2 separate regions of the Arachis hypogaea genome follow, and region 2 is linked to region 1. Evidence: chromatin contacts called from public Hi-C data. All regions are on one chromosome and are shown on one strand. Each heading gives the region's core, a stretch centred on a gene start, on an enhancer-like site or on the middle of the called end of the contact. The rest is flanking DNA. Distances are from core to core; before and after follow the strand shown. Region 1 holds the start of LOC112707552 (probable inactive leucine-rich repeat receptor-like protein kinase At3g03770). Region 2 has its middle 10 kb from the start of LOC112707554.

Evidence for each region. Hi-C and Micro-C count contacts between places; a contact is called where the count stands out from the background.
Region 2: a contact with region 1 is called in a Hi-C map of leaf, with 3 times the contacts expected there. The contact joins the enhancer-like site here to the promoter of LOC112707552 in region 1. A contact is called at or near these places in 4 of 8 Hi-C or Micro-C datasets (leaf and an unstated tissue).

What each region holds. Positions count from the first base shown.
Region 1 is chr8:42,091,170-42,095,085 of arahy.Tifrunner.gnm2.J5K5, reverse strand. LOC112707552 (probable inactive leucine-rich repeat receptor-like protein kinase At3g03770) reads left to right here and starts at 2,499. Exons shown (of 7, transcript XM_025759316.3): 1 at 2,499-3,916. The coding sequence starts at 2,776.
Region 2 is chr8:42,138,717-42,142,273 of arahy.Tifrunner.gnm2.J5K5, reverse strand. No RefSeq gene overlaps it. Among protein-coding and RNA genes, the nearest start is that of LOC112707554, 10 kb to the left of the region's middle. Within about 2 kb of position 1,278, at least 3 of the 3 cell types and tissues checked have open chromatin away from gene starts, as enhancers often do.

The sequences.
Region 1 (3,916 bases), core at 1,250-3,749:
GAACCAAGCAGAAGTCTACGAACCTACTTATCTACAAAATAAAGGCATACGAAAAATATGAAAAGAAACTGACCTTTATCTGAAGATGAAGGTTGCAGGAAGTAAAAGCTTCGAGACGCAGAAGTGTGGCACGAACAAATGAAGAACGAACAGAAAAATTAGAAAAATCGCAGAAAGAAAATAATGAAAGAGAGGGAAAAGTATTTATAAATACTCTAGGGGCATAATGGTAAAAACGGGGCAGTTATTAATAAGAGTGCACCGTTACCAAAGCCATCAATCCCTAGGCGCCTCCCTAACGGACACGACGCTTGAATAGACGTAACTGTCAGAAACAAAAGGTCAAGAAAATCACGTCGGTTTGAAAACCCTCGTCTCCTCCAAGAAAGTCGGCTACGAACCCGAGTAAAATACTCGAACCCAAGTCTTAAAGAGATCTTGGGCTCGAGTAGGGGCACTGTTCATACCCTGGCCCAATAATAAAGGCCCAGGTCCAAATGAAAGGCCTAGTCCAAAGGATTGAGCCTTGCTGAGCACCGACCTTCGTACTGAGAAGTCGGTCTTGACTACGATTCGCTCTAAAGAAGTCGGGACGGAAAATAGTTGGCAGATCAACATCAATCCAAACAAGTAACTGCCCCTAAAATCTCTCTAACCACTTCCAGGAGTCATATCTTAACCTCCCTAAGATAAAGGGACGGTTATCACCCTAAAAGGGTGGCACTACTTCAGCGGTGGTTATTGGCTCACCACTATAAATACACTGACACTCTTCAGGTATCTCTAAGTTCCAATACATTCTAGACCTGCTCACACCCTTGCTAACTTAGGCATCGGAGTGTCTTTGCAGGTACCACCCCCCATTCACTCACGTACACAAGTCGGAAGGAGGTTTAGGCGCACAAACTGCTCGGAAGCCACCCTCCGCTAACGATCGGACCGGCCAATACAGTCCGGTCCATTAATCTCCGGTTACCCATCGTAACAACATTCTTTTAAAATAAAATTAAAATTAAGCCTAAGGATGATGGACCACTTCGTTGTGACATGGGAGGTAAACAAATAGAGAGGAAGGAACACATAAGAGATATGATAAGCGATAACATAGTAATGGATGCCAGGCCACAGCATCCCAAGCTTCAGTGAGATACACAACAAAAAAGTACATATTTTAATGCTGAATAGAATATACATTAAATGTTGGGAACTTGAATGACCTGTAATGAAGAAATTTAGTAACTGCCAAACCAATAGAAAAAGCTTAAACAATACCTTACAATACTAATTGGGCTAACTGCTTGAGTAGCGGAAAAAATGGTCTTCATATTCATATTCATTTTAGTATACATTGAATTATGTTGATCTAAATTTTAATGAATTAAAAATAGTCCATATCAGTAATAAATACAAGTCTATTTTTTCTAATAAACGAGTAATTGGACTCGTCAATAAACTAATTTAACCGACATTATCTATAGAAATTATTTTAACATTAAAATTTAGAGTAAAAAATGTTTTTTTATTCTTAATATTTATAATTTTTTTTAAAATATTTCTAACGTTTAGTTTTTTTATTTTTGTTTTTAACATTTTTTATCCATGTTAAAATTATTCTTAAGTGTTAATTCTATGTAAAATATTAAGAATAAAATTAAAAACTTTTAAGATAGTTTTGACACAAATAAAAAATATTAAAAATAAAATTAAATGAATTGAAAATGTTAAAAGATAAAATTAAATAAAATTAAATATTAAAAATATTTTAAAAAATCATAAACATGAAAAACAAAAAATAAACTTAAATCTAAAATGTATTATTATTAAAATGAGTTAAGTTTAGTCTTTGAAATTGACCAATTTTAATTATGTATATTATATTTCTAAAATTGATAAAAATATATTACGTTAGTTTTAATAGTGAAATAAGTCACTTAATAAGAAAAGGAACTGAAAAATTAATATAGTGTATTTTTATGACTAAATTTTTAAAATGGTTGTTCAGATTTATTGTTTTTATTATTCTAGTCTTTTAAATTTAAAATTATCTAGATTGGTCTCGAAGATTTAATTTTGGATACCATTATATTTTTTTAGTATAAACTAAGTGATGAATTGACTCTAATTTATTATATTGAACAATAATTAAACAACGTTGTTTTATTTTGATATTTAAACACAACTAAAATGAGAAGAAAAAGAAGAATTTATATAAGGTATAAATTATTATATCTTTTTTCATGCTCTAAAATTATTTTATTTTTGCTCTTTTTAAAAGTTAAAACGAAAATATACTATTTAATTATGTGTTTAATATGACAAGTCAGAATTAGTTCAACATCTTATTTGTTGACTCAATATTAAAAAAATACAGAAATCTATATATATAGTACTTAAAATTAGACCAATATAAAAAAATTTAAATCTAAAAAACTAAAGAATAAAAATCGTAAATTTCAAAAATCAGTATAAAAGTTTAGTCGTTTGTCCATATTAAAGATATAATTGGTACAGTTAAAATCTTTAAAACTATTTTAAAGTGTGCTGCCAACATGAGAGAATATGACAAACAGCTTTAGTGTTTAATCAATACAATTCACACTTGAATATAGAAGATTAAGGTGAACCTTAACAAGAAAAATAATGTCTTTTGGGGTTTCCCTTCATTGTTCATGATAAGGGATAACACTCGGACACAACTTGGTATCATGCCCATGGAGGATCAGAAAGAGAAACCATAGTGAAACAGAAAATAGCTACACAGTTTTTCTGCTGAAGATGGCAAAACCAGTTTCCAATTCCAATTCCCACTCACACCTAATTCCATTACTCATTTTGATCCTGTTCTTTTCCACCACCTTCCATCTCTCAGAGCAGTTACAATTTTCTCAGACCCAAACACTTCAAAACTTCCAGAACCTTCTCGGCTACCCCCAAGAACTTTTAACCCTCAACACCAACACAGACTTCTGCAACATTGAACCAACCCCACACTTCACACTCGTTTGCTATGAAGAAAATCTCACACAGCTGCATGTTGTTGGCAACGGTTTCAGTCCCAACGCATTGCCACAGAACTTCTCGTCACAAACACTATTCGCCACACTCGCCACACTCTCAAGCTTAAAAGTCCTCACTCTCGTTTCTCTTGGTCTCTGGGGTCCAATACCTCCAACCATTTCTCAGTTATCTTCTCTTGAAATACTCAACATAAGTTCAAACCATTTCAGTGGTGTTGTTCCGTCACAGATTTCACTTCTCAAGAACCTTCAATCACTGGTTCTTGATAACAACCTTTTACAAGGCGTTATTCCAAGCGAAATAGGGACTCTTCAAGGCTTGGCTGTGCTTAGTATGAAGAACAATTCGCTCAGTGGAACCGTTCCAGATTCAGTTAGAACATTACAAACTCTGCGAGTTTTGGATTTGTCAAATAACAAAATCTCAGGGGATTTACCTAGCCTTCGCCATCTGTCGAACCTTCAAGATCTTAACCTGGAGAACAACAAATTCGGGCCTCATTTTCCATCTCTTCCAACTAAATTGGTTTCGCTTGTTCTAAAGAATAACAGCTTTAAGCTTGGTCTTCCTTCGGGTTTATCCACTTTCTACCAGCTTCAGAAACTCGACGTTTCGCTTAATGGTTTCGTTGGGCCGTTCTTGCCTGCATTGTTATCTCTTCCTTCTCTTAGTTACCTTGATGCTTCCTCAAACAAGTTCACCGGAATGCTGTTCAAGAACGACACGTGTAATGATGAGCTCGTTTTCGTGAACTTGTCTTCGAATCTGTTGAGAGGGGAACTTCCCACATGTTTGAAACCAGTGGCCAATAAGCCGGTCGCTCTATACGCCGGGAATTGTTTATCGAACGACGACGGCCGGAATCAGAACCCTGCCAGCTTCTGCAGCAACGAGGCTA
Region 2 (3,557 bases), core at 29-2,528, 48 kb before region 1:
CTTGAGAATCAATTTTTAAGTCATAAATTCTAACAAAATAATATCTAATATTTACAAAATGAAACATATAATTATTAAGAAAGAAACAAGTACAATTCGAGAATAAATTTTTAATTAATAATTGCTAACAAATAAAAAAAATTCAATTTTTATAGAATGAAATATTTAATTACTAAAAAAGAAAGATTTACAGCCTCTTATTTTTTTTTATGGGTCTTGGGATGCATGTTAAGAGTTGACTGAAGATGATTAGTCTTATAAATTATCTAACGAAATTGATGCGTAAAAGATTTATATCAAGGTGAAAATTCAGATGAAGTCGACTTCACCTGAATTTCCACCTTATATCAATGCGGCACCAACATGGTCCGAGTCTTCCCATACATGGCAATTTCCAGGTAAGCTTCTTTCTTGGATTATGATAGCCTTCTTTAAAAGAGGGTTATTGGATTAGTATTTCCGAAATGGTATTTGCTGTGGTTTAGGAACGGATCTAAAAATAAGGAAGAACCAAAAATTAAAATATTATATAATTAATTATAATATTATATATTTAATAATATATATAATCAACCAATAAATAATAACTCAAATAGTATAATTTTTTCATACTTAATTAAGAGGTTGCGAGTTCATATCTTTAGTAAAAAAATATATATATAATCATGATTAATAATTAAAAAATATTAATAAGTATTTGTTATATAAAAAGATTATCTTAGTTTTTATATTTTTTATTTTAGATTCGATAAAACGTAAAAATTATCTAATTTTTTAATTAATTTATTTTGTTAAGTATTATTGTGACAGTAAATTATATTTTTATATTTTATATCATAAAAAAATATGCTATAAAATAATATAAATAAATTATTTTAATATATTTATTATATGTATTTAAAATATATTCTTTGAATAAAATATATAAAATATAATCGTTTTAATAAATTTACTTAATACATTATAAATTTAATATCATGAAATAAATAAATAAATTTTAAAATAATTTACTTTTATGTACTAAAAAATATATATTAATTTTTATAAATTATATTTATACTTTTTTCTATAAACCGAAACCAGCTTGTGTGAGTTGTGTCCTGCTAGTCATCTGATTTTTTTTTTTCTAGACATAGCTGATTTGAGTTTTTTTTTTTTAGTGAATTGATTGGACAAAAATCAATTTTAAGTTACACACATATGATATTTTTTTTTTATCAAATTTACACTAAATGAGGCACGAATTTAAGACCTTTTAATAAGAAAGAGGAACATATACCCTAAACATATACCACTTGAACTAAAGTTTATTGGCTAACTGATTTTATTTTTTTTTGGTCAAGTGATTTGAGTTTGAAAGAAGCAACAACCAAGGTTCGGAAGTTGCAGGTGAAAAGAAAAGCCCAAGTCCAATTTTAAGATATAAATCATTCATATCTGATTATCTGAATCATATTCATAGTTTTTTTTTCTTCCGGCCCAAAATGCATGCATTTTATATCTAAAAATATTTTTCTAAAGAAAGTTATTATTCAAAAACAGAAATTATAAGACAAAATAGATAAATAACTACTTTTGTTAAGAGTAATTCTTCACATATAAGTGATTTTCTATACAAGTCATACAAGTCATTTATAAATATGTCGTTTTACGTTTTTTTTTTGCCTCTTTTTCTTCTTCTTCTTCTTCTTCTTCTTTCTCTGTGTCTCTTTTTCTTCTCTTCCTCCTTCTTTTTTTTATTGAAATTTCTTCTCCTCTTTTCGTTTTCTCTTTCTCCTTCATCAAAATCACCAGAAAAAACGAAGAAACATTATTCAAGGTACGTTTCTTGCCTTCTCTTTCTCCTTCTTCTTCTTCTTCTTGCTACACGTTCTTCTTCCTCTTTCTGTACTTCTTCTTCATTTACGTGCTTTTCTCTTTGTTTTCTTTCTTCGTTATTCTCGGTTTCCATTGTTTTTTGACATCAAGCTCTGAAATCGTTTTTGAAGAAGAAGCAGCAGCAGAAGATGAGGAGGAAAAAGAGAAAGAGTTCTGAATTATGCATAAGGTTTACTTCAACGAATTTTGGGTGTATTTCTTAAATTTTTTGGGTGTATTTCGTAATCCTTTGGGTGTATTTCTATAATTTTTTGGGTGTATTGATTTCAAGAAGAAATATACTGTCTCTCCCTATATTGGGTGTATTTCTTAAATCCTTTGGGTGTATTTCTATAATCGTTTGGTTTATTTCTGTAACTGTTTGGGTGTATTTCTGTAATCCTTTGGATGTATTTCTATAATCGTTTGGGTGTATTTTTGTAATCGTTCGGGTGTATTTCTGAAATTCCATCATTTTCAAAACAATTTCAAAACTTAATTTCAGAAACCATGAAAATAAAAAAAAATAGAAGGAGATCGAAGGCAAAGAGATAACGCTTTTCCATACAAATCATACAAGTCATTTATATTCACGTTTCTTCTTCTTCTTCTTCTTCTGTAACGCACGTGTTAGACCCAACTTGTAAAATTTGTAAACAAAAATGATTTGTATGTGTAGCTCTGTTAATTGAGTATGTTTAGGAATATAAATTAGACACTAGTTATTTCTTGAATTTTATATAGTAATATTAATAATAACAATGATAATTTTTTTAATTCGACAAGCCAAAAATTAATCTGTCACAAACTTAAATTTTATTTAAAGATTTATTATTAACTAATAAATTACTACATAGTATATACAAGACAAAATTTGAACTCTTAATTTTTGTTTAAGCCAAATAAATTAACTATTTGACGAACTTAAATTAGTTACGATGACAACAATCATTATTATTATTATTATTATTATTATTATTATTATGGACGTATTCTAAAAAAAATTATTATTGTACCGCTGGAGTACAGTATAGACGTTAACATCGCTACTTTCCTTTGACAGGAATGTTAAACTAAGATACTACGATTAAATCATAAAGAAAAAACAATACGAGATGATGAAACTTAAAAACATAACAATATTCTGGGAATTTTTATTAATTTTTATTAATTAATTTCTTTTCCTTTTTATATTGAAGTCAGTTGAGTTATATTCCAAGTACAATAAACTAGAAAAGAATCAACCCGTGAACTATGGTCCCAGGATCATTTGTGATTTGTCACTTTCAGTCACAGGTGCCACCGTGGGAGGGAGGGATGCTGGATGCATATGCAATTGAAAAATGTGTCACGAGCTTCACAAGATATTCCTCTCTGACGTGTGCTAACTGCCAAGGATTTTTGGAATAACAATGGAAGGATGTGTAAATTCATAATTTAATTGATGAAACTTTAATTTATTCACAATATTACAGGTAGCTGACACAATTATAATTTAAAGAAAATCTAGAGACTAACAGATTTATTAAAATTTGTTCAATATTTAATCATCTAAAAAAAATAAATAATTTTATATCATTAAATATAATTTTATATTATTAAAAATATTAATAATAATTAATTAATGATTACAAATTATAAAATTCACTGATCCTCTAACATTCCTCAGTACCATTGTTTTTTATTTCGTAACTTTCATA